Regions from separate parts of the Mus musculus genome. Here all the other regions are linked to region 3. The links are chromatin contacts, called in public HiChIP or PLAC-seq and promoter capture Hi-C maps. All regions are on one chromosome and are shown on one strand. The core of a region is the stretch at or near the end of the contact, and the rest is flanking DNA. Distances in the headings are between cores, read along the strand shown.

Region 1 (3,742 bases), core at 297-2,796, 980 kb before region 3:
AGTGAGCAACCTCCAGTTGAATTCTTAATACTTGGGGATACTGTCAGAATCCACAGATATAGGGTTACGGTCCACAAGACTGCCTCTCACTTTAGGAGTCCGAATCTCTGGGTCTGGAGATATAGCTCAGAGTTTCAGAAGACCTGGGTTGGATTCCCAGTACCCTAATGGAGGCTAACAATCGTCTGCGACTCTAGTCCAAAAGGGTTCCGGTGCCCCATTTAGACTCTACAGGCCCTGCACAAAGGTGGCACACAGACATACACACACACACACACACACACACACACACACACACACCATTCATACAAAATAAAAACAAATCTCAGTAAAAAACCATTAAGGTCAGGTTTCCAGCAGCATCTGCTCACAGACTTGGTAGTACGTTAAAAATGAGGACAAGACTCTCCCCGAATTAGGTGACGGCTATATTGTACCCTTTTCCTTACTTACTATATACATCCTGTGGTCCAATCCCTAAATTTCTCGTACTTCCTCAGGCGGCTGCTCTTTTTTTTAATCTATTACCAGGAGGAGTGGCCAGGTCCAGCCAGCATAATTAGATCTTGGTAAAAAACAGAACTCACCTAATAGTCTAAATTTTTCAGACATTTGAAACGGGAATTTCAGGTACACGAACGGCGGGTTTTTTTTTTTTTTTTTGGACTGGGACTTTCCACAAGTGGCAACTGAAAAATAAGCCACAAGAAACTACCTTGACAGATCCTAGACCTGTGGCTCAGCTGTTCACCAAAAACGTGAGGGGATTTACGCTAGAGTTTGGGCTGTCAACATCTTTCTGTTCACTCAGTTGCTCTCCGAGGAGTCATGAATGGAACTCCCTGAGGTCAGCATTTAATTAATTGTCTTGGTCTGGCGGCTGTAATATTACCACTCCTGGAATACATAGCATCGATTCTACTATAAAAATTGCCTTGCGCATGCCAGCACGCCGGACACAGTGTTGCAGCAACTGCCTTCAATCATTCGGAGTGCCAGGCTCATTTCACAGTTTACTATCTGGGTATGCGGCGGCCAGACGCGCGGGACTTAGGGAGGACAAGATTGGGTCCCGCCCTTGTCCATCATTTTGAGAGGCTCCAGGCGGGACTGTTTTGCAGTATGATTTGGAGGCTGGCCCCGCCTCTGGAAAGTGAGGTGGGGAGTAAAGAATGGATGCCTCTTTTCATTGGATTGTTGTCAAGTCAGTCAAACCTCTGCTTCGCTCCCGTTGGCGGGAAGGATCCAGGCAGGTAGCGTGCACGCTGTGTTGGCCCCACTAGAGGTGGGACCAAGGCTCCCGACCACTACGACGTTTGTTGTTAGGGTTTTGGTCTCATTAATTATTCATTAAAGTATTTGAGAGAGCTGCGACGATTGGTAAATGAGAGACTGGGTCTTCTGTGTCTCCGCTAGAGATACGTGACAGTCTCGGGAGGCGGGGAAGCCGCGCATAAATTATTCTAACAAGAAGGGGCGGGGCCGAGCATAAATTAGTTAAATGAGCCAGGGAGGGAGGGCGGGCGGCCGGCTGCGAATTAGCTTAAGTTCTTAAAGATGGCGGCGGAGCGGAGTCGCTCCCCGGTCGACTCGCCGGTGCCGGCCTCGATGTTCGCCCCCGAGCCTAGCTCTCCGGGGGCGGCTCGGGCCGCCGCGGCCGCGGCCCGACTCCATGGCGGCTTCGATTCTGACTGCAGCGAGGACGGCGAGGCGCTCAACGGCGAGCCGGAGCTGGACCTCACCAGCAAGGTAGGCCCGGGAGGCGGCGGCGGGGCCAGGGGTACGCGGAGGGGCCGGACGGTCTCCGAGGCGACGGCGGGCAGCCGGCTGTCCAGTGGCACGGCTCACGGGAGCGCTGAAGGGATGCAGCCCGCCCACCTGCCGCTCTCCCGAACCTGCCGGGCCCGGGCCCACTCTCCGCACCGGGCAGCGTCCACCCGGCCTCCCGCGCTTCCCGCTCCCGCCTCGATCGCTGCCACTTGGCTCCGCCACGTGGAACGGGGTTCCCGACTCGGGCCGCGCGCCCTGTGTCCCTGTCCCCGTGTGGATCAGCCCGCCCTCCCCAGGAGGGGGGTCCCTGAGACGCAGGGTCTTCCTCTTCTAGGAGCATCCCGGAGGACCAAGTGTCAAGGTGGCTTGGGCAGGGGGCGGGATACTCACGAAGACAGGTAGCCAGTCTAAGGGGTGGCAGCCGTTTCTCTTCCTGGTCTCTGGAAAGTAAACAGAAAGTAGTTGCTCAGTCGGCGAGAATGATGTCCGAGGAGCGTCCTCTTTCCGTGTCCACCCAAATAAAATAAAAAGATGGGACCGACAAGATGGCTCAGCAGGTAAAGGGGCTTGCCTCCTAAGTTTGACAACCTCAGTTCGATCCCCAGGACTCACCTAGTGAAGGAGAGAACTGATTCGTACACCGTGGCACTCGTCGCCTTCCCACACCCTGCCTTGTTATAATTAAAAAAAAAAATAGGCATGACCCTCAGCCTTGCCACTTACGAGTGGAGCCACCTCTTGTATTCATGCAATATGGAAGGGCATCTTTAAGTAGCATCTTCTGCGGTGTTGAGAAGGTAGGCAGAAATGAAGATCTCACCACTTACTTGGCATTGTGGAAAATAAGAAAGTAACTATAAGATGTTACTGGTGTTTAGAAAGTGTCAAACATCACTAAAGAAACTGATGCCAAGGGAGGGACTGGGCTTCCCTTCCAACTGTTGCCATTAAAAGGGTCTGTGACCTTAGGAAACTTTCTTAACCTCTCACTTCTCCAGCATCTCATCAAGAAAATGCAGATGTGTTGCAAAAATTAGAAGAGAGCTGGGCAGTGGTGGTGCGTGCCTTTAATCCCAGCACTTGGGAGGCAGAGGCAGGTGGATTTCTGAGTTCGAGGCCAGCCTGGTCTACAGAGTGAGTTCCAGGACAGCCAGGGCTACACAGAGAAGCCCTGTCTCGCAAATTAAAAAAAATAAAAAAATTAGAAGAGAATGTTAAGACCCATTATAGTCCCAGATGCATATCAGAGACTCACTAAATGTTTGCACTAGATAGATGATGATTCCCTGTGAGGATTAAAAAGCAGCTGGTGGAAGATAGAGCAGCCCCACCCCCTGCGCTTTGTAGGATAATTACAATAGAGATTTTATGGAGCTTTGATGTCTGTGGTCATACTATGCTGAACGAGCCTGATCTCGTCTGATCTCGGAAGCTAAGCAGGCTCGGGTCTGATTACTACTTGGATGGGAGATTTTATGGTGCTTTGAAAATGTGACATCTCATGATGGCAATGCTACATAAAACTTGGCTCTAAACTGGAAAGAACCTTTGCCCCCAACCTAAGTAAGCAATTCCCAACTGTTCTTTCTCCTTCTAATCTCTGCTGGGCCCTTGGAAGCCAACTAGCATCTTTTGTCATGATGGTCCTGTCTAGTGCCTCTAATACCATCATAAGGGTGGCCAAGCTCAGGGAGACCTCCATCCAAGCAAAATGCTAGAGACAATGTAACACTGGCAGCATCTGGGTTACAATTCTAAACTCTGATGAGTCAAATGGCCTGTTGGAAATGTACTGACTAGATGTCAGTGCATGGTCAGGGAGCTGAAGAAACCTGAAAGCTCAGTGGGAAATTGGGACAGAGCTGTGAAGAGGGTGGGACCTCTTTGACCATTTTAGTTAATTGCCTGGAGTAAGGAACTGTTACTTCATCAAGGAGCTGGAGAAATCCTTTGAAATTGAGTGTGTGTGTAT
Region 2 (3,811 bases), core at 249-2,748, 840 kb before region 3:
TTCTTCGCTCTCTTGCCAAACAGGCTATGTTCACCATGCCCCACCCCATCTTCATTGGAACCTCCAGAAATATCAGGATTAGGGGTAGACAGGCTCAGGACCCGAAAGCTGGTAGTCCAGTGTGAATGATCAAATTCAGGTTGAAGTAATTTAAGGTCAAATTCAAGCCGGGCCCCCAAGTGCTATGGGAGAAGGTACAGAATACACTCCAAAGGAGGTGGGCAGTTATAGGGCATGGGAGGCCAGTGTTTTGCCAGGAGGTAAGCCTATCTATACTCAACAGCTCCAAGACTCTAAATCACAAAACAGGCCAGTGTGTTCAAGGCTGGAGGAGATGAAGGGTCTCACTAGCGAAAAGAACTTCCCAGTCACCTCCTCCCCTGAGTATGCCCCACCTGCTTCACTCACCCGCTTCCTGGAGCACAGTCGATCCCCCACCCCCAGTTCCTGGTTTCATCCCTGATTACCCCACTCCCAGGCCCCTCTGGCTGGGCTGGCTACGGCCCGCTGCCAGGGACTTGTCAGGGACTCACAACCACCCCCTGCCCAGCTGGGGCCCCTCTGGAAAAGCCTGCCCGCCTAGGCAGCGGCGGATCTGTCCCTCCCTTGCAGGCCGGCCCTGTGCTGCGCCCTGGCTGGGGGCCCGAGCGGGGGCTGCTGGGGCTGGGCCAGGTTACCTTTAGGAGGAAAGTTTTGGGTTTAGGTCCCCTCTTCTTGGGCCCATACAGCTCACGTTCCCTTTCCCTGTAGTCAAGAAACGCCAAAGATGAAAAAGGGTCCCTTCCTGGGCCCCACTCCCCGACCCTGCCCGCCTTTCCCGCTTCCCTGCGCGGCGCCCCACCGCGCCTGCCAGCTTCTCCAACTCACTTCTGCTCGAAGGCTGCGATGAGCCTCGAATCCAGAATGTTCTCCTCTGGCTCCCAAGTGCTGTACCTGCCGAGTCACGCGTACAGAAGAGCAAAATGAAAACCCAAGGGGCAGGGGCACACCGCGAGGGCTCAAGCACGCACCCCCTATCCAAGGCCCAGGTGTCTTCTTGCCGCCTCCCCAGTCCCCATGCCAACGACCCACGACACTCACTTGATCGCCCACCCTTTCCATTTCACCAGGTACTCGATGCGTCCCTGAAAAACAGAAAGGAAAAAAAAAAAAATAGGGGGTGGGGGTGGGGAAGATGCAGGGACGCGAGGAGGCGGCGGCGCGGGGGTGGCTGAGGGAACCCGGCTAGCCGGACCACTGCACCCCGAGGGCCCCGCGGGCTCCGACACCACCGCGGGGAACACAGGGCTGTCCCGGCCGAGGGCTCACCTTGCGGATCCGGCGTTTAATGATGGATTCGGCCGCGAAGACCCGCTCGCCTACTGCAGACAGCTCCATCTTGCTCAGCGGCACCCACAGCCCATAATACTCCCTGCTCCCGCGGCCGGTGCTGCACCGCTCGCGCACGCGCCCCAGCGCTCAGGCCCCCGGCGGGCGGGCGCTCGGCGGGGCGCGCGCTCGCGTTCCAGCTGCGGGCCGTCACGTGATGCTCCGGGCCTGAGCGCCGTTGCCAGGGCCTCCCCCTCCCCCGGGGCGGTTGCTAGGGAAAATGAGCGCTCGCGGGGCGGGGGCGCGCGAAGGCTCTTAAAGGGGCCTGTCCTCTCCCCCGCAGTCCTGGCGGGAGACCGATGGATGCTTGGCTGCTGCCAAGCCGAGTGAGGTGCAGTGCAATCCTACATTGTCCCACTTCATCCTGCAGGCCCAGGATCCCTGCCACCTCCTACCCTCCTTGTAACTCCTCATGCCAGAATTGCCAGGCCCTCGACAGAGAGATGCGATAGGCCCAGGAGTCTCTAGGCGCTGTGCATCCTCCTGCAGACGTTTGCAAACAGTTAAATATGATACAGCAGAAATGCATTCACTGCAGCTTTGCCAGGCCTTGTGGGGATTTCTTTAACACATCACCCCATCCATTATTTATGTATTCGTGGGAGTGTGGTTTTGTAACCGGTTCAGATAAGTTAAAACAAAAACGCCACAGCAGGAAGGGGGCGGCGGGGGGGGGGGGGTGACTGCAGAGGTGACCCAGGCCTGCGACCATGGTCTCAACACCTACAAGTAGACCTTGGCGAGTGTGTTTATAAACCAAAGAGAGAGAGGTCTCAAAAGAGAACCGCAGGGCATCCCAGATTGAGTCCAAAGCAGTCTTTCTTTGGGTCACTCAGCAGAACCCGCCTTCATGGTCAAATCTGTATTGGGATTTTCAGGCCGCAGGCCACAGCATAATTCTACAAACCACAGCTGCAGGAATGACTCCGCCATTGCTCCTGGGAGGCGCAAGTGGGATCTGGAACTTTCCCTCTTGGATGTAGCCCACCTCGCTGGAAACACACATTGAAAAATTATTTAATCGGAGTTTCCATTAGGCCAGTGGTCTTGTTCTTTGCAAAAAGAAAAAAAAATTAACCACATATAAATAAGGAAACGAAAGGGAAGGAGCAATTCATAACCTGTATTAAGTCATTGGGGTCCTCTAGCCCAGTTCTTTCCCTAAACTCGGGCCTGCATGAATATGCATAGATACATCACCTACTTGGAGAACACAGGCACACATGTTCTATCTATTTAAATGTTTAAGCACTATAGGGTTGTACTATTCACACTGGAGATGCTATCCTCCCTTAATGATATTGATTGGACATTAACACTGATTTTGCTCTGTTCACCTGTTGTCTAGGGCTGGGCTGGAGGAGGGGTGGGGATTTGTAAGGGTCAGGATTATCTTTTGATTTCATGATTGGCTTATTAGAATGGGGTGGGGGCACAGGGTTGTACAAGTCTCCCCGCGATTGCACCATTTCTTGAAGGTGCAAATTCACTGATGAAAATCTCAGCTTTCCATCCCTGCACGCCTGCAGATATGTATAGAAAGTACATTGACTGAAATCCTTCTGCTCCCCCTCAAAGTCTTTATGCTACTGAGAAAATCCTCTTAGCTGGCAAGACAGCAAACCTGAGGTGAACATCACCTAAGTAGAGAGTTGTTCTGCCCCGGTGGGGTGGCGTGGATGAGCAGGTAAGTTGAATGTGTGGGTGTCTGTGCTTGTGCAAGCTGAGGAGGCCACAGGATGAAGAAGATGGCCACCTATCCACATAGCAGATCACTCAGCAGTCTTTGTGAGCCATTGTGGAAGCTTTGGGAAACAAAAGTCAGTGCGGTGAGAAAATTGCCTTTCTCCCTGCGTGACCTCAAGGTGCAGATAGTTCCCCAGCAGTAGATGGATTTGTGTCAAGTTGCTGCTGTAACAAACAGCTCCAAATAGAGCAGCGTAACATGACCCGCTCTGGAGTGCAGATGTCCCAGGTCACAGACATTGAGCTAAAGTCAAGGCTAAGAACCCTGAACACATAAACAGCCCCTGGCCTCAGGGGGCTTCTAGAGGCCACTGTCACTCCTTTGGCACTCGGTTGTGTTGCTCACATTTCTTTTTTTTTTTTTTTTTTTTTTTCTTTTTGGTTTTTCAAGGCAGGGTTTCTCTGTATAGCCCTGGCTGTCCTGGAACTCACTTTGTAGACCAGGCTGGCCTCGAACTCAGAAATCGCCTGCCTCTGCCTCCCGAGAGCTGGGATTAAAGGCGTGCGCCACCATACCCCACTCACATTTCTAATCCTATGGACACTTCACCACCACTGACTATCTTCATGCTTCTTCAAGCGGACCCCGTGGTTATATTGGACCAGAATAACCTCTCCGTGGCATCAACCTTAATCCAAGCATATCAGGACTATGCCTTCTTACATGGTCCCTGTTGCCCTCTCTAGACCGGTTTCT
Region 3 (3,834 bases), core at 507-3,006:
TTACTTTTTTATTAATTTTTTAAAAAAATTGTTATGTGTATGGATGTTTTGTTTGCAGTTATGTCTATGTACCATATGCATAGCAAGTGCCTGAAGAGAACAGAAGAGAGTGTCAGAGATGCTCTGGGACTTGAGCTATTGATGGTTGTGTGCCACCATATAGGCCCACGTCCTTTGGGAAGCATCCAGTGCTCTTAACCATGTCTCCAATCCCTGCAGACAATCTAAACACTCATTTCTCCAGACCATCAACGGGGCTGTGGGGTATAGATCAATGAAAGAGCCCTTTCCTAATTTTCCAAAGCCCTGAGTTTTATCCCAAGCACAGAGGAGGGAGGGAGGGAGGGGGAGAGAGAGAGAGAGAGAGAGAGAAGGAAGGAGTGAGAGAGAGAGAGAGAGAGAGAGAGAGAAGGAAGGAGTGAGAGAGAAGGAGTGAGAGAGAGAGAGAGAAGGAAGGAGTGAGAGAGAGATAGAAGGAAGGAGAGAGAGAGAGGGAGAGAGAGAGAGAGAGAGATGCCTATTGACTCCTTCATACACACCCCTAATAACCCCAATAACCTCTGTTTCTTTATAAGAACAAGCAAAGGAGGCCACATGTTGGGAAAGGACCTCCCTCACCGCAGAGAGCATAGCAGTTCCTTTGCTTAGCCGCTCCTTTCTCGGGAGATATAGAAAAGCATTTATTTCTAGGCCTCAATTTCCTCGTTTGTGAAATGAGGGGGTTGGACTCATTTCTAAAGCTCCTTCCAGCTCCAAGTCGCTGTGCTACAAAATGAGAGAAATGTGAACCTTTGGTTGCTATGATCTGAAAATATTTTGAATGTGGAGAATCAAAATTGTACAGCAGCACACGAACAAAATAATATGTTAATGACTAAGAAGATTGTATTTAATCCAATGGGAAACAGCAGATCCTCTGGTGGTGATGGTGGTGGTGTGCACGCGCGTGTCTGTGCTCAGCTTCCTTCCTTGGGCTCAAACATGTATTTTGAATCGCTAATATAGTAATCAGGCCTCTGGCAGCCTATCAGGCCCAAACACACGCACACACCACTTCAAATTAAAATGAGGGGCAAATCCACTGCCTCCTGCTTACATCTTTGCTATTTGGGTGATTCTTTTAGGAGAAAAAAATTTTGTAGTGACGGTGTTGGTGTTGAATTGACAGCCCCTGGAGGCCTCTGATCTCAGAACTGGGACGCGTGGGCGGGAGAACTAGGGATTTCATTAGCATCTTTGCTTTCCCACACAGACTGCCCCCTACACAGTCCGACGATCTAGCCCAACAGCACACACACTTGGACCCTGAAGGCCGGAGTGGGTCAGGATGCTACTAAATTCCGCAGGCGTCCGGACTAGAACACGTGCTCTGGGCCCTGCCTGCGGGAAGATGAGGCTGTACCCGCGGGGCTGAGTCCCGAGGGTGCTGGAGGCGTAAAGGGGTCAGGTCGCCGACCTTCCCTGCACTGATGGGTCGCAGCTGGGAGGCGGGCGTGACTCAAAGGCCGCACGTGCCTCTGACCACAGCCGGGCTTTCACTTCCACGCCGACACTCTGCACCCCAGCCGGGCTAAGTAGGCCAGAGACGCAGGGCGTCGGCTGAGCCGCCCGTGAGGTCCCCGCAAGCCCTGCAGAGGCGGCGGTCCCTCTCCGCCCGACGGCCGCGCCCGCACCGGGGCCCGCGCCGATTGGCCGACTGGCGATCGCTGGGCGGGCCGAGGCGGACCTCGCGGCCAGGTGAGGCGCCCCGCCCCTCGAGCGCTCCAGGTGCGGCGGTGGGGACAGCAGGGTCCGAGCCTGGGGCCCCGGGACAGGGCTGGGGCGCCATGGCCGAGTCCCAACTGAGCTGCCTGGACGAGGCGCACGTGAACGAGAGGGTGACCGAGGCACATGCAGCTTTCTACTACTGCGAGAGGCGGCGGGCCGCGCTGGAGGCGCTGCTGGGTGGAGGCGAGCAGGCCTACCGCGAACTGGTCAAGAAGGAGCGGCTGCGGGACTTCCTCTCCAGCCAGGAGCGCCAGGCCCTCTGCGCCGCCTGGAGCCCCTACGAGGAGGCAGTCTCCAGCACCCGTGCCAAGGCTAAGGCCAAGGCCAAGGTCCCGGCCCAGCCCACTGAGTCCCTGGCCTACTGGCCAGACCGCTCGGACACCGAAGTGCCCCCACTGGACCTGGGGTGGACAGACACCAACTTCTACCGCGGTGTGAGCCGAGTCACGCTCTTCACCCACCCGCCCAAAGAAGAGAAGGCACCGCACCTGAAGCAGGTGGTCAGGCAGATGATCCAGCAGGCCCAGAAGGTAGGCCTCGGGCCCCAGTCCTGCACCAGAGGGACCCCCCACACACACACACACTCCCCTGCCTGGTCTCACTTGCGGGCCACTCTCACCATCCTCTGGGAAATGGACCCCCGCTGGCGCTCACCTTGTGCAGCTGTGATGAGACCTTTTGAAAGATGGATGTGTAAGTTCGTGGCAAAGCACTGGTTTTTCTTACTACAGTGTCTAGGTGCGCTAGCCTTGTGTTGGTATACCTCTGTCACCATCCATCTTCCTTGGGCAGTGTGACAGTTGTGAGGCCCTGTGCTAAACTAGCCACTCAAAGGGCTTGATCATGAACTATCACCAGGGATTTATTTACAAGGCGTATCCTCGGCCGTTTCCCTATTTGATCTTCACAATCGCATGAAGTTGGTAATAGCCTCCCTTCCCCTCTGGGCCAGATGAGCTTTTCTTAGGAGCCTTTCTCCCCCAAACAACCCGACTTTCCCATTATCATCCTCTCCTGGGCTTGGCACTAGAGCCCAAGCAGGCTCAAATGAATGAGGAACGCTATTTTAAGCTCTAGCAGTGGCTTGGCCCAGTGTTGGGTGCTCCCACAAAGCACTGGACCAAGCTCAGGAAGAGGCTCCTACTTTGCCCATCTGCTCTGCTTGGGTGTTGAGAGATGTTTCCAAGGAGCCTGGTTAGAATACCAGTTGGACAGCTGGCTGTGGGGTAGGTGAAAGACTAATCTTTTCCTCTGTGCCCTTGGGTACTTGGGTAGTTTCCAGATAAAATGTGGGCTATTGCATTAAATTCAAACTTCAAATAGGTCTTTTTGTATCTTTTTATTCCAAATAAGCTGCACGGCGGCTGCATTGATGCTAAAAGTGACTTTTCATTTACCTAAATTCAGATTTAATGGGACAGATATTATTTTACCTTCTAAAGACTGAGAGGTGATAGACATACTTTTATCCCATGCATGTATTGTGTTTGGGGTGTCCTGGCACATATGGATGTCAAAGGACATCTTTGGGGAGTCTGTTCTCTCCTGCTACCATGTATGTGGGTTCTTAAAGTTGAATGCAGGTAGTCAGGGTTGAGGGCAAGCATCCCCCACCCCCAGGCCACTGGGATTTATTAAGCAACGCCAACAACCTTTGATGCCCAGATCAGAATGTGCAACTAGAGGCTTGGGTCCACTGTTGTTACCTAACTTTGTGAGTGTAATTACAGCCATCTTTATCCTGGAGGCCAAACAAAAGAGATGCTAGGAAGGACAGTGAAGGTCTCTTCTTTCTGGGAGGCGTGGCCTGGCTGTGGACGAGATGCTTGCCAGAGAAGTTAGCTTTTCACTGTCCTTCCTTCCACCTTCCCTCTAGATAATTGTTCCTTGTGTGACTAAGCTTTCTTTGTGTGCTACACTCTGCTGAAAAAGAAAAAAAAGGCAAGACTGAACACACACACACACACACACACACACACACACACAGGATAAGGAAGTGGGTGGCAGTGGATTGTAGCTGGAGTCAAGGGTCAGGACTGATGGTGAAACATTCCGTAACATTCACCA
Region 4 (3,727 bases), core at 828-3,327, 930 kb before region 3:
CTTTTTAGTCACAATCTCTGGTTTGCTACATCCCGTGCGGAAACCCTTCCCACCATATTCTGCAGCCCCTCAGCACACTGTGCTGTGACACCTTGATGTGACAATGACAATGATAAATGACTACTAGCTACCTAATTCCTTTCCTACTCATTAATGACCCCAGCACAAGGAAGGCGGCCATCATCACCCATCTACAGGGAAGAACCTGGAATGCTAGCCTGCAGGTGAGAGCCAGGTCTCTCTGCTCAGACCTGACAGGCTGCAGGGCCTGGACATTTGCATTCCATCAGAAGGTTTGCAAGTTGTTTGTTTGGGGAGTGTTACAGCTCCATATAGCATGCACTTGGAACATGGCTGTAAACTGCGTGGTTACATAGCAGTTACACAACCAATATTTGTTAACAGAAGTAAGGCAGGAGGTGGAGCTGTTGTGTGGTCTTGCAGTCAGTCTAGCCTATAGAACAGTTACAGTCACCACATGGGGTGGAGTGAAACTGATAAGAAGACCAAGGTGAAAACAACAAGTGAAGATAAACAAATCTTTCAGGCACGGGACCCAGCTTCAAATCTCAGAATATCAACCCAGGAATCTCACCGAGCCTGGGCTAGCAGGATTACAAAACTTTAGATCCCAAACCCATCCAAAATGAGTTCCTGGTACTTGTGACTTAGTATTGTTTCTGCTATTCCTGGTGGATAGTGACCTCGCATGGTGGGAAACACCCAAACCCAGACCACAGAAACCAGAAGGTCAGGTTCATCCAGCTAGAAAGACAAGTAGCCTCCTGTCTGGGCTAACTGGCATCTTCCCAGGTGGGATGCCCATCTGGCATCTCTCACTCTCTTCGACTGGTGTTGGTAAAGGGACCAAGTGGTAGTAGCCAAAGCAGGAAGTTGCCTTGGTCCTGGGTTGTATTCCAGTCCTTATAAGGTAGTTCCCCCCATGACTGCCACCCCCACCTGACAGCTCCAGATGCCCATATGCTCCACCTCTTAACCCCTGCCCCGCTGTAGCACATGAAGCCTTTGCCAGGGGGGAAAAGAGTGTAACATGTTTATACAGTGCCCACGCCGCTGTTGCAAGAATCTAAACGTTCTGAGTAGGTGGAGAGGTGGGGCACCGAACACTGCCCCGTGTGCCACCTCCCAGCACTCCCAGAGCGGTGTGGACCTTATCTTTATCTTTCATATTCATCCTGTTGTCACAAAATAGTTTGCCACAGCGGCCATCCAGATTACACAAGATGACAAAGGTCTACCGTGGGGAGCCGCTGAGATAGACACTCCTCCATCCCGCCATTAGTTACAAAACCCTCAAATAAAACATACTTTCCTACTGCAGAGCCTTGGTCCCGAAGATTCCCCTATCCTGGGGAATATTATACGTGACATTTCCACTCCATTTCCCCTGGGACACAAAAAAGTGCTCCAGGCGCTCACCCTCTGTCCTGGCTCTAAGTCACACCCCGGAGCGCGCTGGCTTTGTTTTGTTTTGGTTGGGTTTGGCTGTTTTGGAACTGAGCTAAAAGGGCCCTCCCCCGTACCCCATAACTGTGACAGGCAGCGGTGGCGCAGGCTGAGAACTTCCAGTGCCAGGACTCGGCCTGTGGCACAGCCCTGGTCCGGTTTGGGGCGGCTGGGTCTTGGCTGCCCTCCTCCCCGGAGGCTGCTGGGGAAGTCCCGCCTGGGGACAGCGCCCTCCCCGTGACCGCGATGCGTCAGGGCGCCGGCCCGCGAGTGTCCCGGGGCGTGCGTCGCGCAGGGGCTGGAGTGGCCCGGCCTGGCCGGACAGGGAGGCGCAGGCCCGCGCTTTGGCCGGACGGCGACCCGGGTCAGGCGGGCGCGGGGCCGTGGGGAGGCGGGCCCAATCCCTTCTTTACCTTGCGTGGTTCTTCCCGCGTCGGAGTCCCCCGGGCGGCGCCGCGCACTGGGCCGGGCCGGGCCCGGGGCTGGGGCTGAAACGCGCGCGGAGCGGAGACGCGGGACGGCGCGGGGTCGGTGAGCGGACAATGCGGCCGGCAGAGGACCGCGCTGCGCGAGTGGGGCAGGGCGGTGCGCGCGTGGCCGAGTGTGTATGTGTGCGCCTGTCAATCAACGCTGACAGCCCACAAGTCATTGGCCGGGCCCAGCCGGCCCGCCCCGCCCTCTGCCGCCGCCCATTGGTTGATTTGAACACAAAGGCTCCGGCTCGGCCCGCCCTCCGCGTGGGCCCTGTAGTCCGCGCGTGGGAGGCGGGGGCGAGTACGACCTCCAGGCTGTGGGACCCGAGCGTTCCCTCGCGCATCCGTGCCCACGCGCGCGCGGCGCCGGAGCTCTAAAGGCTTTAGGTGCGGGAGCACACAGGGTGTCATGAAATTGGCCCCAGGATAGGGTCCTGACGCGGCCCCGCGCGGGTGGTTTGGACGCTTACCAGCGTCAGCCGTGTCTGCCCATTTTAAAGACGAGGGAAACAGGTCCGTGGAAGTTTTTTTTGTTTCTTATAAAGAACCCACCCAGAGGGGAAGTTGAGTCTAGAAGATTAATACTATTTAATTTTAAGGTTGAATTTTAAATTCCAAGGTGGGCAGGATACCCATCTTCCCGCACCACCTATTTTTGTTGTTGTTTTTGTTTTTCCAAGACAGGATTTTACTGTCACGGAGATCCACCTACCCCTCTGCCTCCCAGGTGCTGAGATAAGAGTGCACCACCATGTCCAGTCAGAAACCCCAAGTTTGACAGCAGCTTTTCTGTTTTAAAGAAGGCTCCATCCACAGCTGGTTGCAAGAGAAGGTAGGGCTGGCAACACGGTTCTCCTACTTTCCTCCCCCTGGGATGAGTTCCTGACTCCACGGACCTGTCCCCTCCCACCACCACCCCATCTCTCTCTCTCTCTCTCTCTCTCTCTCAAACACACACACACCCCGCCCCCAGAAGATAAAGGAGTGCGACTGGGGATAAACCACTTCTGTTCAATATCTTCTAAGGATGATGAGATCCGGTGTCCTTCACTTTAAAATGCCAAGGGGGTGGGGGGAACTGGGACAAGAAAGACAGTGGTGGTTCACGCCTTTAATCCCAGCACTGGGGAGGCAGAGGCAGGCAGATTTCTGAGTTTGAGGCCAGCCTGGTCTACAGAGTGAGTTCCAGGACAGCCAGGGCTATACAGAGAAAGCCTGTCTCGAAAAGAAAAAAAAAAAAAAAAAAAAAAGCTGGTATCCAAAGGCAGTAGGAAACTGAGGAAATACACACACCCTCATTTTGGATTGGTTCCACTGCCAAATAAAACCAGATCCCCTTTCTAGACCTCCATTGTCCCATCTGGAAATGAGATGCTGTCTACCCTTACAGTATCTTTGGACAATTATGCTAACTATCTTCTTCTTCTTCTCCTTTTCCTTCTTCTTTTTTTAACTTTATTTTATTTAATTTATTTTTATTAGATAAGATTACAGAGGGGAACAACCTTGACCTCAAGAGTAGGGCCACATTCAGACTTTATGGTCCTCCATTTTTAAATTTATTTATTTATTTTTGCCGCGGGTAGTGCCTTCCCCATCTTATAGCTCTGAGGTGGAGCACACGCACAGACAGCCCACATGAGGGCTCTAGAACAACAATAAAGTTATGTTTCTACCCACATGGGTATAAAGATGATACTTTATTATCATGTTGTAATGCTTTTCTTGATTTATAAGACATCAACATGAACTTGATGTCCTCGCTTGGTTCCCGGCTGCTGCGATAA
Region 5 (3,769 bases), core at 1,020-3,519, 660 kb before region 3:
GGGCGGCCGGCGGCCCTCGAGGAGCCCCAAGAACAAAAGGAGACGGCGACGGCTCCTTCGTGGTCAAAACAACCTGCTCTGGCTGCGGCCCAAGGTCGGGCTGCGGCCTCGGAGCCCTCCGCTTTAACCCCTTCCCTGCCGCCTCCTGTCTCCTACGCTTGGCCGCAGGCGATCCGGCTGGCCCGGCGAGCAGTCGACTAGGTGTAGAGTCTAGACCTCCGCAGGAGAAGGCGGGACAGGACCCGGGCAATCCGCTCTCCTGGCCCTAGCCTCGCTCCGGCTCGCGCCTCCTCCTGCCCCGCCCCCTTCCCACCTGGATTCCCGGTAGACTTGCCAACTCACTGCTACGTGAGGCTGGGAGGGGTAGGGGCACTGATCCGACCTGATCGTTCCCGCAGACGTTTCCATACCCGACCGCCCTTGCAGCTAGGCTTCTGCAGGCGTGCGCTCCGCATCCTGCTTGCGGGGAAGAGAAGTGCTTCCTCTCGTAGGGTGCCGGCGCAGGTACTGCTGGGCCTCAGACACACACCGCCCCGGGGGCTAGATTCCTTCAGACCAACACCCCCCCCCCCGCGCGCGCGCCCCACCTCCAGTCCTGTCTCTACTCCAAGCGTCTGAACCTACCGTCTGTCTGTCTGCCTGTCTCTCTAGTGTCTCCGTCTCTCTTTCTCTGGACCCCTTGCGCCAAGATACAAGGTGCTTTTGGATCGTCCAGCATGACCCCAAGGTGCCCACTCTAGACCAGTGCAGAAGCTAGGGTGGGACCAAAACCCTTGCCAAAGATCTCTGGATATCCTGAGTTCGAAGGCACATACTTCTAGGGCAGGCCGGGTCCTGGGCAGAACCAAAGCCCAGGCTGGTTCTGAGGAGGACACAGGAGGTCTCGATGCCTTAGACACCCTAGATATCACCTCACCTTTTCCCCTTAACCGGGAAGCTTAAGATCTCTAGCTCCTGAGGCAGGGGGCAGGGCAGCACACACCTTCTAGGACACTAAAAGCTTTAGGGATCTAGATTGGTCCACTGGAAAGAAACCCACCGCTGCCTCCTCCCCAGGAGCCCAGCACCCCGGACCTGGCCTCCCAGCCCTTGGGGCCACCCAGTGCCCGGCGCCTGACTCACGCGCTGCAAGGCTCCAAAGTTCACTGCAGGGAGAGGAGGGGGCGGCCAGGCGTGGGGGCTGGGACAACCAGGGAAGGATCCAGCCCTAGCCGCCGTCGCAACTCACCTCGGCGCTGACCAGACGCAGGTAGCAGCAGAGAGGAAGGAAGAGCGCCCAGCAGCGATTCATGCCGACTCCGGGCCCGGCCCCGCGGGGCCCCGGACGCGTAGACGGAGCGCGCCGCCCCCGCGGCCAGGGTTGGGGGCTGGGGAGGAGGGTGGGCTCCGCTCGGGTCCCCCGCGATCAGGCGATCAGGCCGCTGCAGCCGCCGCCGCGGCTCACCCGCATGGCCCCCGGGCGCCGCCGCCCCCGGCCCCGGCTCCGTCGCTGGGGGGCTGGGGAGGACCTGGACAAGGGACCGGGGTCCAAAGCCGCTACCTGGGCGGATCCCGAGCCCACGCGAGCATCCACAGTCTGGGGGCTGCGTCGCGAACCAGCCAAGGCGTCTAGCCGTGTGGGGGCGCGCAGGGGACTCCAACCTCAGAGAGGAAAAGGAACACGGCAGCCGATGGTTCGTCTTCACTCGCCCGCTAAAGGCGTGTTCCTCTGCCTGCTGGCTTAGCTTTTTTGCAACATTTTCTGGAACGGACCCCCAGATCAGAAAGCGCAGAGCTGGGGACCTCCAAGCCCAAGTCTCCAAAAAAAAACTTTTTCCAAAGTTGGCTTTGCAGCGGCGGCCCGAACACCCGGGCAGGGAGAGGTGCAAACTCCCGCCCGGGCCGGGTGGCGGGGCGGGAGCGTGTGCGCCCTGGCGCAGGGCCCAAGCGGCGGGCACGGCTGCTCCGAGAGCGCGGCGCGCCCACTGCGCGCTGGGCTGGTCCGGGCCGACAGGTGGACGCGGCTCGGGTCAGTCTGTCTATCTACCCACTCGCTCGCCACTCTGGGCTTCCTCTGCGGGTTTCGAGCTGCGGCTGCTCCGGCTTTCTCGTTGCAACGAAGCTAGAGGGTGGGCTTTTTTTTTTTTTCCTCCTTTCCCTTTTGCGCGTGTGTGTATGTGTGTGTGCGCAAAATATCTCTCTGGAGAAAGATGGGCGCTGGCGGCCGGAGGGAAGCCCTCAGGGAGGCAGCGGGGGAGGCAGGCAGGCTGCTCCCGGCTGCAGGAGAAGTTGCCACCCTTCAGCTGTTCCGGCCTTTATAAAGGAGAAGGGAGAGTGCAAGAGGTGGGTGGAGACAGCCTTTCCTCTCCTGGCCCGGAGTCAGCGCCGGGAGGGGGCAGGAACCAAGGGAGGTCCTCAGGCAAAGACTGCTGCTTGAGGGGTCTCTGAGAACTACGCAGCCCCTGTGACTGTGAATCTAGCCTCTTGGCAGGAACTGAAGGTGAACTGCGGCCCCACCCATTAGCACAGTGTTTAGGGGCCTGTCTGCAGGGCCAGGACCAAGGCCAGGAGTGTGGCCCCTGAACCCCAGAACCAGACATCTGCAACCTGGCAGCTTAGATTCCATTGAGTCTAATTAAATAGCTGGGTCACCTTGGGCACGTCACTTTCCTTCTGTGATTCACCCTACATTCTCTAAGTGGGGGACAAAGTGTGTGGATTAAATGTCAGAATGATCAGAAAACATCCAGCCACACACCAGCCCCAAGGTTGAAGCTCTAAACCCACAGCCAGCGGGAACCCTTCAGCTACAAACTGGGTCTGCCTCTCCTTGCTTGTCGCCTGGCACACAGCATGCGCTGCCATGCCAGCATAAGCTGAATTTGAGTCTGTTGAACTGCAAAGTCACTCAACCCACCCCACCCCCAGCCCTGCACCATCCTCCCAAGGACTGCCACCAAGATGCTGCCTTCAAGTCACCAGGGTGTTTACTACCCCTCTCTGCCCCCCACCCAGTTCCAGGCCCAGAGGCTACCCACCCACACCAGCACTCTCACAGTTAACACCTTCCACCCCCAGCTCAGGGAACTGCTGTGTCCCTGCCTTCAGCAGTCACACTGTCACAGTGACACAGTCACACGCAAGCACGCTTGCCAGCCCAGCACCCACCACAAGACCGGCAGGCTCACTGCAATGCCTCCTGCCTTTAGGGCACCTTGCCCTCATCCACTTCTGCTGCCTGTCATCTCCACTTGGTCTGTATCCCCATATCCACTGAATGGTGCTGTTGCCTCTCATGGCCCTGGATGAGGTGGTACTGATAAGGAAGAACCTCTCGGGCCTCTTTACACGTGGCTCCAGGTACCCCATTTTTCCAAATGACTAGCTAGCAGAGTGGCTGGGAGGTAGCCTGGAGCAGGTGACCTCTAAGGTAGGTTAAGCTCACCAATGGTACCTTGATTTCCTCTTCTGTAACTCGGAGACATAACCGGAGGAGAAGAAGAATTGCAGAGGATCGTGGGAAAATGAGAGGGGGCTGGCAATGTTTGCCATCTCTGTGACAGTGGGCTCCATAGGTTGGGTTGGGGGTCTGGGGAGACCCCCATTTGGTAAAATGCTTAGAAGAGGAGCTGAGTCCAGTCCCAGAACTCATCTAAACAGGCATCGGGAAGGTAGAGACTAGCACTTGCCGCCCGCCCAGACAGTCTAGACCAATCTGTGAGCTTCAGGCCAATGAGAGACACTATCTCAAAAGACATTGACAGTGTTTCTAAGGGTGACACTGGAGGTT
Region 6 (3,780 bases), core at 712-3,211, 580 kb before region 3:
TGTGGTAGCCTTTCCTTTATTTATTTTGTTTGTTTGTTTTTGAGACAGGGTTTCTCTGGGTAGCCCTGGCTGTCCTGGAACTCTGTGTGTAGCCCTGGCTCTGCTGGGATTAAAGGTGTGTGCCACCGCTGTCAGCCATGCCTTTTAAACTGCACGGTCATTGTGTAAACCACATATACGTAGATAGGTTGATTAGTTCATTGATTTCCCGTGTGCCGGGTGACAAGCGTGTTAATATGAGTAATTGGGATTGGAATAAAATCACCTTGGCTAGATTACCAAGGTGTAGGCGGCATACTTGTTGTTGAAACTGCTCCACCCTGTGAATTTATTGTTATGAGATAAATCGTGGAAAGATATGAACGTGTTCATCTATGTGTGCCATAGAACTCAGGACAAGGTACATATGGGCAAGAGGAGGATATTTGTACAACATTCAAGGACTTGTAGTAAGTACCGGTGCTGGCTGCTCAGCCCAGGAACCTCCTGACCACACAGTTTTGTGCTTCAGGGAAAATGCTTTGTTAGATGTGATGGCTAATGCCTGTGATCTCAGGACATGGGACTGTCCCGAGTTTGAACTGAACACGGGCTATACAGTGAATTTAGCAGTTAAGAGCACTTGTCCTTGCAGTGGACCAGAGTTTGATTCCCACACAGTGACCCACAAAGGTCTGTAGAGCTCCAGGTCTAGGGAATCCCACACCCTCTTCTCACCTCCTCAGGCAATGCATTTATACGATGCTCATATGAACATGCAGGCAGACACTAATACAAGACAAAGAGAAAATAAAAATGAAAAAAAGTCTTCCAATGTACAAAGTTATAAAGATCTTCCCTTGTTTTCCTCTAGACGTTTTATAGGATCATAGTATAACAGCTGCCTCAGACCTGAAACTCCATCACAGGGATAAAGCAGCAGGAGGAATAGAAATTCAAAACCCATCCCCCTCCTCCCGGTGAATTCCAGAGGCCGGCCTCTACAAGCCACTCTGTCTCAAAAACAAAACAAAAACAACAAATAAAAACAACGACAAAAGCCCCCGAGAGAGCCGGGCGTGGTGGTGCACGCCTTTAATCCCAGCACTCAGGAGGCAGAGGCAGGCGGATTTCTGAGTTCGAGGCCAGCCTGGTCTACAGAGTTCCAGGAGAGCCAGGGCTATACAGAGAAACCCTGTCTCGAAAAAAACAAAAAACAAACAAACAAACAAAAAAAGCCCCCAAGAGCCCCAAAGGGCCAACTATGTTGGGGTTGGGAGGGGGTAGAGTATATTTATTGACCACCTACTGTTTGTGAGGCCTTTGGATATAAACAAAACCTGACCAGCAGGAGCACACAGACAGAGGAGACAACGGAAGAAATAAGTACATAATTAATTATTGGATTAAGGAAAGGGATCGGGAGCTGTGGTGGAAGGGGAAGGGAGTCTCAGGTCTGTTTTTTTCCCAGCTTTTGCCTCCCTTACAGCGCCTTCCAGGTCAGGGGGCGCGTGCATGACATCATCGGTGGAGCTCGGCGGCTAGGTGGTTCTGGGGGCCCGAGAAGGCTGTGCAGATCTCTTAGAGAGGGTCATTACTGCAGCCAGCGACCTACGGACGCGTTCAATGAGCCACTGTACGATCAAACGGAGCCCCTTCCCTTTATTTGAAGCAGAGAGCGAAAGGAAAGAGGCAAATGAATAAATAAATAAATACATAACAAAAAGAGTTTCCTGAAGAACTACATCTCAGAGGGCTTCCGAAAGCGGGGATGCGGCTGCACTCTCTGTCCACACCCTGATCACGCGCTATTTTGCAAAGAGGTCACCCCGCTGGCTGGGAGCGCGCCCCACACCGGGACCCCAAGAAGCACCCGCTTTCTGAGCGCGAGCTTCGGGGAGCTGCACCTGCCGTGCACGGACGCCCCCTGGCGGGAGCCCCGGCAAGCACTAGCCGAGCGCAGGGGAGGGGGCGGGGGCGCCGCGCACGCGCACGGGTCGGCGGCGCGCGCCGAGCGGGGGGCGCCGCGCGGTGCAGCCACGATGGAAGGGGGTGCGTACGGAGCGGGCAAAGCCGGGGGCGCCTTCGACCCCTACACCCTGGTGAGGCAGCCACACACCATCCTGCGCGTCGTGTCTTGGGTAAGGACACAGCAAGGCGGGCTGGGGCGCGGGGCGCCGGACACCGACGCGACCTCACCTGGCCCGGGCGGCCCTGCTGACACAAGCGGATCACGGCCCCTGTCACCGAGGTCCTCAGTCCCATCGCCGAGACCTCCAGGCTGTCGCTGCTTTACACTTAGCGGCTAGGTTCTCGTGCGTCGGTGGGGACGGAGCCCAAGTTTAAGGCCGCTTATTGGGGGGCGCGGATCAGGGCGTGGATCTTTTTCTAGGGCGCACTGCTGCACCTGCCGCGCGCTTTCGGGGCGAGGACCTGGAACTAGATTTTGTTGCTCACTCTGTACGCTGCGGAGCTCTGAGTCTGGAGCCTGGATTTTTGGGTTCCGTCAAGACCCGCATCTGTTTTGCCGCGTGACCTTGGGCAGGGAACCACCCCAAAAAAGATACGAGGGATTCAGTTCGGATCTGGGTGGGGAGCGTCACCTCTTATGTCATGCCTCAGTTTCTCGATTTATAGGGGTGGGAGGAGCCAGGCCCCTTTGGGCTCTGACATTTTATGAATCCGCAACTCTCCGATCCCTAACAAACACCTGAGTGGATTCTAAATGTGGTCTGGAGAAAGGTTCCTTCCATGCAATAGAGAGCAGAGAAGTCTGTTTGTTCGCAATCTTTAGCCCACCTAGTCCGTGCAGGTCCCCCAGTGCTGAGTGGGGCTCAGCTCAAACCTGGGGGGTGGGGCAGAAACATCTTGAAGGAGTGGCTCAGGAGGCCTTGCACCCCAGGGTGAGGAGGCCTGTAGGCTCTGGGGTTGGCTGGCTTCATGGAGGGTCTTGCCCCTGTAGATCTGGGGGTCCATTCCTGTTGTGCTAAGACCAGAAGAGCCTGCATTGGTGACACGGGTCACGGACCCCTGGGGGCTAATAACCGAAGTCAGCTGTGACCCGGGCTTGCAGAGGTGCCCTCCTTTCCTCGTTTTCAGGGCCATTTCAGGATCTGATGCGTGGAATGGCTTGAGATTAATTCTGGTCTTACGGGGATCTTTTACGTTTCCTTCTTGTGGGGAGCCTTGTTTCTGTTACTCTTCATGGCCGTGCAGCCCAGCTATATCCGCGAGGGTTTGTGACACCGGATTTATTCATTCTTGGCCCTCCCCAGCTCTCAGATGCCCCTGCAGGCCCTAGGTAAAACGGGAACCCTGGAGGCACCTGCCTGCTCAGGTGCGCTGCTTCCTCTGACCTCTCTGGAGCCCCTGGCTGGGATGTTGGAAACACAAGCTTTGTGAGGGGGCGTGGGCGTTCCTTCTGCTTGGGTCATTTCTACCGGTGATGGCTTCATTTAGCAAAGCTTTATTGAGTCTGCCAGGCCCGGAGGGGAGGGAAGGGAGGGAGGGCAGCATGACTCAGGCTCAGGCTCGGTCCTGATGCTCAGGGAGCCCACAGTCCTACTAGAGAGGGAGCCAGGACCAGAGGTCTCCCTGCTGTGGCATGGATGTGCTTCGTGGAGGTGATGTCATGTTGGTTCTAGTGGGACACAGAGGACCTACACTTCACATCAGGGTCAAAGGAGGACATGCCCAGCAGGAGGGAGAAAAATGAACTAGATCTAGCACCCACTCATGGATCTTGGGAAAGGCAGGCAAGCCTTGGAATTCAAGTCTTCCTGTCACCAGAGGACTGGGCTT
Region 7 (3,761 bases), core at 106-2,605, 780 kb before region 3:
ACATTTGACTGGTCCACGCTACTGCCCTCGAGAGACACAGGTCTGTGAGAACAGTAAACTCATTTCGGTCTCCCTCATCTGCAGGGAAACAAGCTTGGATGACGGGCTCTGATACCAGCTCGGCCACCTGCTGCTGGCTGATTCGGAGCCATCAATGATCCATTTTTGTGCTCCCCGTTGATCTCAGTCTAGCTCCACACCTGGGGCAGTTGGGAAATTAGAGGTGAAGGGTGCCAAAATCCAAGCCACAATTAGAAATGCGAAGCCAGGCTGTCCCCTCCCCTCCTAAGCCGAAGGGAGAAAATGTAAGGGTCCCCACTCCTTAACACCTACAGAGTCAAACCCTTGGTTCAACTGGCAGCTTTGGCTGCAAGCTCGGCACAGGATGGTCTAGGCAGGTTGGATGGAGACGCCTGGGGCCACCCTTGGGGCGTCTGTCCTACCCTCACCGCGGTCGGCATCAGCTTCTCTCTACCATCAGTTAGTTTCCCTTTCTCTTTGCGATCCCCGCGGGCCGCTGTACAGAGGAGCAGGTCTCTGCCAAGCCAAGGGACAAAGAGGTGGGCAGGAGCCTTCTGGGCTTGATCGCCTAGAGCCCTCCCATTCCGGGAGCTGATGCAGGAAGAAGGTGGGGCCTGCATTCACTTGGCCCGGGAGGTCAGTTTCACTTCTGGGGGTCTTCCATAGCCTGCTCACAGAAAATGCAACCCCAGCGCCTGGGGCCCAGAGCTGGGATGGGACCATTCTGTCTGGGATGCAGCCATCGCAAATGCTATTCACCGATCAGGTACCGCTGGCCCCGCTCCTCCAAAATTTTCACTGCAGTCTCTTCCTGGTGGCCCCCATTTTGCTGTATACCGAGCCTCTCCTCTAGGTCCCCAGCTCCCGATTCCTCTCTCACATTCTCCAGGATACTCCGTAGCTCCCACTCCCCTCGAGGGTCCTTGTTCTGAGCCGCTTCGGTTACCTTATAGCTGCTTCTAAACTGGCCACCCTGTACCCCTCTCCACGTCACCCATATTTCTTCCTGTTGAGACTTCTCAGTCTGGGGTTACTCGCCTTTGGGTCTTCATGCTGATCCAGGGCTAGGCTGGTCTGGGCTTCAAATTTTAAAGAGAAATCCATGGAAGCAGACTTTGGACGACCATGTATGGAGAACTTTCGATAGATGTCCTAGAATATCCGTGCTGTTTTAACCCAACCTCAGGGGATACTGGGAGAAGAGGGGACCACTCTCTAAGGCAATGTGAACCACCTTTCCAGAAGTAGCCACTCTGAGCTGGGAAAGGGAAAGGGTAAAGAGAAATTCCCCTAACACACCCATTGCCTGGATGCTTGTGGAGACTTCTCGGAACCACACCAGTCAGCTAAGAGAAAAAGAGAAATAATAGGGGGCGGGGTTGGCACTGGAGAGAGATGGCTCAGCAGTTAAGAACCTTTGTCACCTTCCACAGAGGACCAACTGCTACCAGCAAACACATGGTATGGCTCACAACCACCTATAACTACAGCTTCTGGGAATCCAAGGCCTTCTCCTGACCCCCAGACATGCACATATTAATTCAGAACACATACACATATGTATACATGCCCAATGGCAAGAGATGTGAGTGGCCGGGTGTGGTGGCGCACGCCTTTAATCCCAGCACTCGGGAGGCAGAGGCAGTCGGATTTCTGAGTTCAAGGCCAGCCTACAAAGTGAGTTCCAGGACAGCCAGGACTACACAGAGAAACCCTGTCTCGAAAAAAACAAAAGAAAAAAAAAAAGAAAGAGAGAGATGTGAGTGTATTTTAAACCTACATATAAGAAGAAAGTTATACTGCCTACTCCCTTGGGTGACATTCTGATTTTTGTCCCTTCTCCTGGTGCCTGTGATGTCGGTGGAGGCCACTGTCCCGTGGGCAGCCCAGCTGCAAGTGGTGCGTGCATGCGTGGGTGTGGTGGAAATGCAGGCTTTAACTTCAAAGCTAATACTTTTACCCGCTGAACCATCTCCCTGGCCCGTCTTTCGAACCAATTCACCTCACCCTGAGCAACTTTGTCCTGTCCAGTGATGGATAGACCTGTATAGAGAGAGGCGACAGTCATATCACAGAATAGCATGTCTTCAGTCTTCAACAGAAAGCCCCTGGCCAGCTGTCTGTCTCCAGGATTAGGGCTCCTGAAGCCAGTTATCAGCAATTATCTGTTAATAGCCTTGTCCCCTGGGTGTGGCCTTGTAACCAGTCCCAGATGTCACCTCTCCTTCCAGAGTCAGAGATAAGCCTCCGATCCCATTCTTCTGACCAAGGCTTGATAGACGTCTGATTTTTCCAGCTCTTTTCTACAGGCTGCTGGCTATGAGGGAAAGGGTCCAGCCTGGGGTCCTCCCAGGCCACTAATACCTAGCCAGCTTTGAGGGAAGGGATCCAGACTCTGTCTCCTGATTTTTTTTTTTTTTTTTAAGATTTATTTATTGTAAGTACACTGTAGCTGTCCTCAGACACTCCAGAAGAGGGAGTCAGATCTCGTTACGGATGGTTATGAGCCACCATGTGGTTGCTGGGACTTGAACTCCTGACCTTCAGAAGAGCAGTCAGGTGCTCCTACCCACTGAGCCATCTCACCAGCCCCCTGTCTCCTGATTTTTGGTTGTTATTATATTGTGGAATTTTATTGTGATGGTGGTGGTAGTTTGGCTGTGTTGTTGTTGTTGCTGTTCTTTACATTCTTGTCTCCCTCTCCCACCCTCCCCCACCCCAGCCCCGACAGGATTTTACTATGAAGCCCTGGCTAGCCTGGCACTCACTATATAGTTCAAGTAGGACTCGACCTTGGCATAATCTTCTTGTTTCTGCTCCTTAAAGACTATAGTTACAGGCTTGGGCTTTCCCTGTCTATTTGGGGGGACCCTCGCCTGCAGGGTCAGGGAAGGACTTGATGAGTTCAGGTTCGAGAAATCCTGAGACATTAGATTGCCCATGTGACGTTAGGAATTTCTCTAACAGTATATAGTGTGGTGGGCCTGGGAGATGGGCACAGTATATAACTCGGGCGCCCATCTGGAAGCCAGGGGTTGATGTCAATTGTCTTCCTCAGTTGCTCTTCCCTTTATTTTTTTGAGTCTTTCACCAAAATGAGTTTGTGGGTTCCAGCGGGCTGGCCAATGAGCTCTTGGGATCCTCCTATCTCTGATACCTCAACTCAGGGTTGTAGATTCACAACCCCCATACTTGGCTTTTATATCTGCTCTGAGAATCAGGACTTGTGTGCAAGCCGCTTTACTGACCAGTCATCTCTCTGGTCTCATTTCCTTGATTTTTTTAAAACCTCCATCCCACATGGAGGTGTCCCGTCTGGAAGGAGCTGCAGCGAGAGGCTGAAGAATCTTGAGCCTTTCATTTCCTCAGGCTGTGCATGTTCTTGGGTAGGACTTGGAGGTAGAACAGCGTGGGGCCCAAGTAGGAGGGCACCTCTCTGGCGGCAAGATTTGTCTCCTCTCCCTCTGTCTTCCTGCTTGGAAAGGACTCCAGAAATTGTCAAAGGTTCAGGGAGTTGGGGGTGCCTCAGGACTTTTGGGGCCTTGTTCTGCTTGGGGTCACTCCAGGGCACACTCTGCAATTTCTGTTTTCTCTCTTGTGCTTGCAGAAACCTGATATCTCAAGAAACATTCAAGTTCCACTTTAAGAACCTAGGCTATGCCAAAGGCCGGAAAGATACCTTCTTGTGCTATGAAGTGACTAGAAAGGACTGCGATTCACCCGTCTCCCTTCACCATGGG

What was found. Promoter capture Hi-C pulls out the DNA fragments that hold promoters and counts their contacts. HiChIP or PLAC-seq counts read pairs in DNA pulled down with a chosen protein or histone mark. Capture Hi-C pulls out chosen DNA fragments and counts their contacts.
Region 1: an HNF4G HiChIP or PLAC-seq map of pancreatic cancer cells shows a contact between it and region 3. The contact joins the promoter of Gtpbp1 here to the promoter of Fam83f in region 3. A contact is called at or near these places in 1 of 39 promoter capture datasets (liver) and 1 of 115 datasets of contacts at active chromatin or transcription factors (pancreatic cancer cells).
Region 2: a contact with region 3 is called in a promoter capture Hi-C map of liver, with 2.3 times the contacts expected there. The contact joins the promoter of Npcd here to the promoter of Fam83f in region 3. A contact is called at or near these places in 2 of 39 promoter capture datasets (both in liver) and 1 of 115 datasets of contacts at active chromatin or transcription factors (pancreatic cancer cells).
Region 4: a contact with region 3 is called in a FOXA1 HiChIP or PLAC-seq map of pancreatic cancer cells. The contact joins the promoter of Sun2 here to the promoter of Fam83f in region 3. A contact is called at or near these places in 3 of 39 promoter capture datasets (hippocampal neurons and liver) and 1 of 115 datasets of contacts at active chromatin or transcription factors (pancreatic cancer cells).
Region 5: a contact with region 3 is called in an H3K4me3 HiChIP or PLAC-seq map of bone marrow-derived macrophages, with 6 times the contacts expected there. The contact joins the promoter of Pdgfb here to the promoter of Fam83f in region 3. A contact is called at or near these places in 1 of 39 promoter capture datasets (hippocampal neurons) and 2 of 115 datasets of contacts at active chromatin or transcription factors (bone marrow-derived macrophages and pancreatic cancer cells).
Region 6: a contact with region 3 is called in a promoter capture Hi-C map of adipose tissue, with 4 times the contacts expected there. The contact joins the promoter of Syngr1 here to the promoter of Fam83f in region 3. A contact is called at or near these places in 11 of 39 promoter capture datasets (the 3T3-L1 cell line, 3T3-L1-derived adipocytes, cranial neural crest and 6 more), 1 of 484 Hi-C or Micro-C datasets (pre-pro-B cells), 11 of 115 datasets of contacts at active chromatin or transcription factors (astrocytes, bone marrow-derived macrophages, embryonic basal ganglia and 8 more) and 3 of 9 other capture datasets (adipose tissue, embryonic stem cells and liver).
Region 7: a contact with region 3 is called in a promoter capture Hi-C map of adipose tissue, with 2.1 times the contacts expected there. The contact joins the promoter of D730005E14Rik here to the promoter of Fam83f in region 3. A contact is called at or near these places in 3 of 39 promoter capture datasets (the SN4741 cell line, liver and pre-B cells) and 1 of 9 other capture datasets (adipose tissue).

The regions. Positions count from the first base shown.
Region 1 is chr15:79,689,350-79,693,091 of GRCm38.p6, forward strand. Gtpbp1 (GTP binding protein 1) reads left to right here and starts at 1,547. Exons shown (of 12, transcript NM_013818.2): 1 at 1,547-1,749. The coding sequence starts at 1,558.
Region 2 is chr15:79,832,835-79,836,645 of GRCm38.p6, forward strand. It overlaps Npcd (neuronal pentraxin chromo domain), which reads right to left and starts at 1,499. Exons shown (of 9, transcript NM_001013362.2): 1 at 1,309-1,499; 2 at 1,081-1,124; 3 at 868-933; 4 at 678-744. The coding sequence starts at 1,377. Cbx6 (chromobox 6) reads right to left here and starts at 1,499. Exons shown (of 5, transcript NM_028763.3): 1 at 1,309-1,499; 2 at 1,081-1,124; 3 at 868-933; 4 at 678-744. The coding sequence starts at 1,377.
Region 3 is chr15:80,670,091-80,673,924 of GRCm38.p6, forward strand. It overlaps Fam83f (family with sequence similarity 83, member F), which reads left to right and starts at 1,757. Exons shown (of 5, transcript NM_145986.2): 1 at 1,757-2,297. The coding sequence starts at 1,827.
Region 4 is chr15:79,740,459-79,744,185 of GRCm38.p6, forward strand. It overlaps Sun2 (Sad1 and UNC84 domain containing 2), which reads right to left and starts at 2,078. Exons shown (of 18, transcript NM_001205345.1): 1 at 1,881-2,078. Gm16576 (predicted gene 16576) reads left to right here and starts at 2,240. Exons shown (of 4, transcript NR_045069.1): 1 at 2,240-2,453; 2 at 2,625-2,772.
Region 5 is chr15:80,012,708-80,016,476 of GRCm38.p6, forward strand. Pdgfb (platelet derived growth factor, B polypeptide) reads right to left here and starts at 2,270. Exons shown (of 7, transcript NM_011057.4): 1 at 1,229-2,270. The coding sequence starts at 1,291.
Region 6 is chr15:80,089,373-80,093,152 of GRCm38.p6, forward strand. It overlaps Syngr1 (synaptogyrin 1), which reads left to right and starts at 1,962. Exons shown (of 4, transcript NM_207708.1): 1 at 1,962-2,120. The coding sequence starts at 2,022. It overlaps Gm31134 (predicted gene, 31134), which reads right to left and starts at 2,462. Exons shown (of 2, transcript NR_168675.1): 1 at 2,179-2,462; 2 at 1,361-1,639.
Region 7 is chr15:79,891,783-79,895,543 of GRCm38.p6, forward strand. D730005E14Rik (RIKEN cDNA D730005E14 gene) reads right to left here and starts at 1,356. Exons shown (of 1, transcript NR_030675.1): 1 at 1-1,356. It overlaps Apobec3 (apolipoprotein B mRNA editing enzyme, catalytic polypeptide 3), which reads left to right and starts at 626. Exons shown (of 8, transcript NM_030255.3): 1 at 626-787; 2 at 3,629-3,761. The coding sequence starts at 735.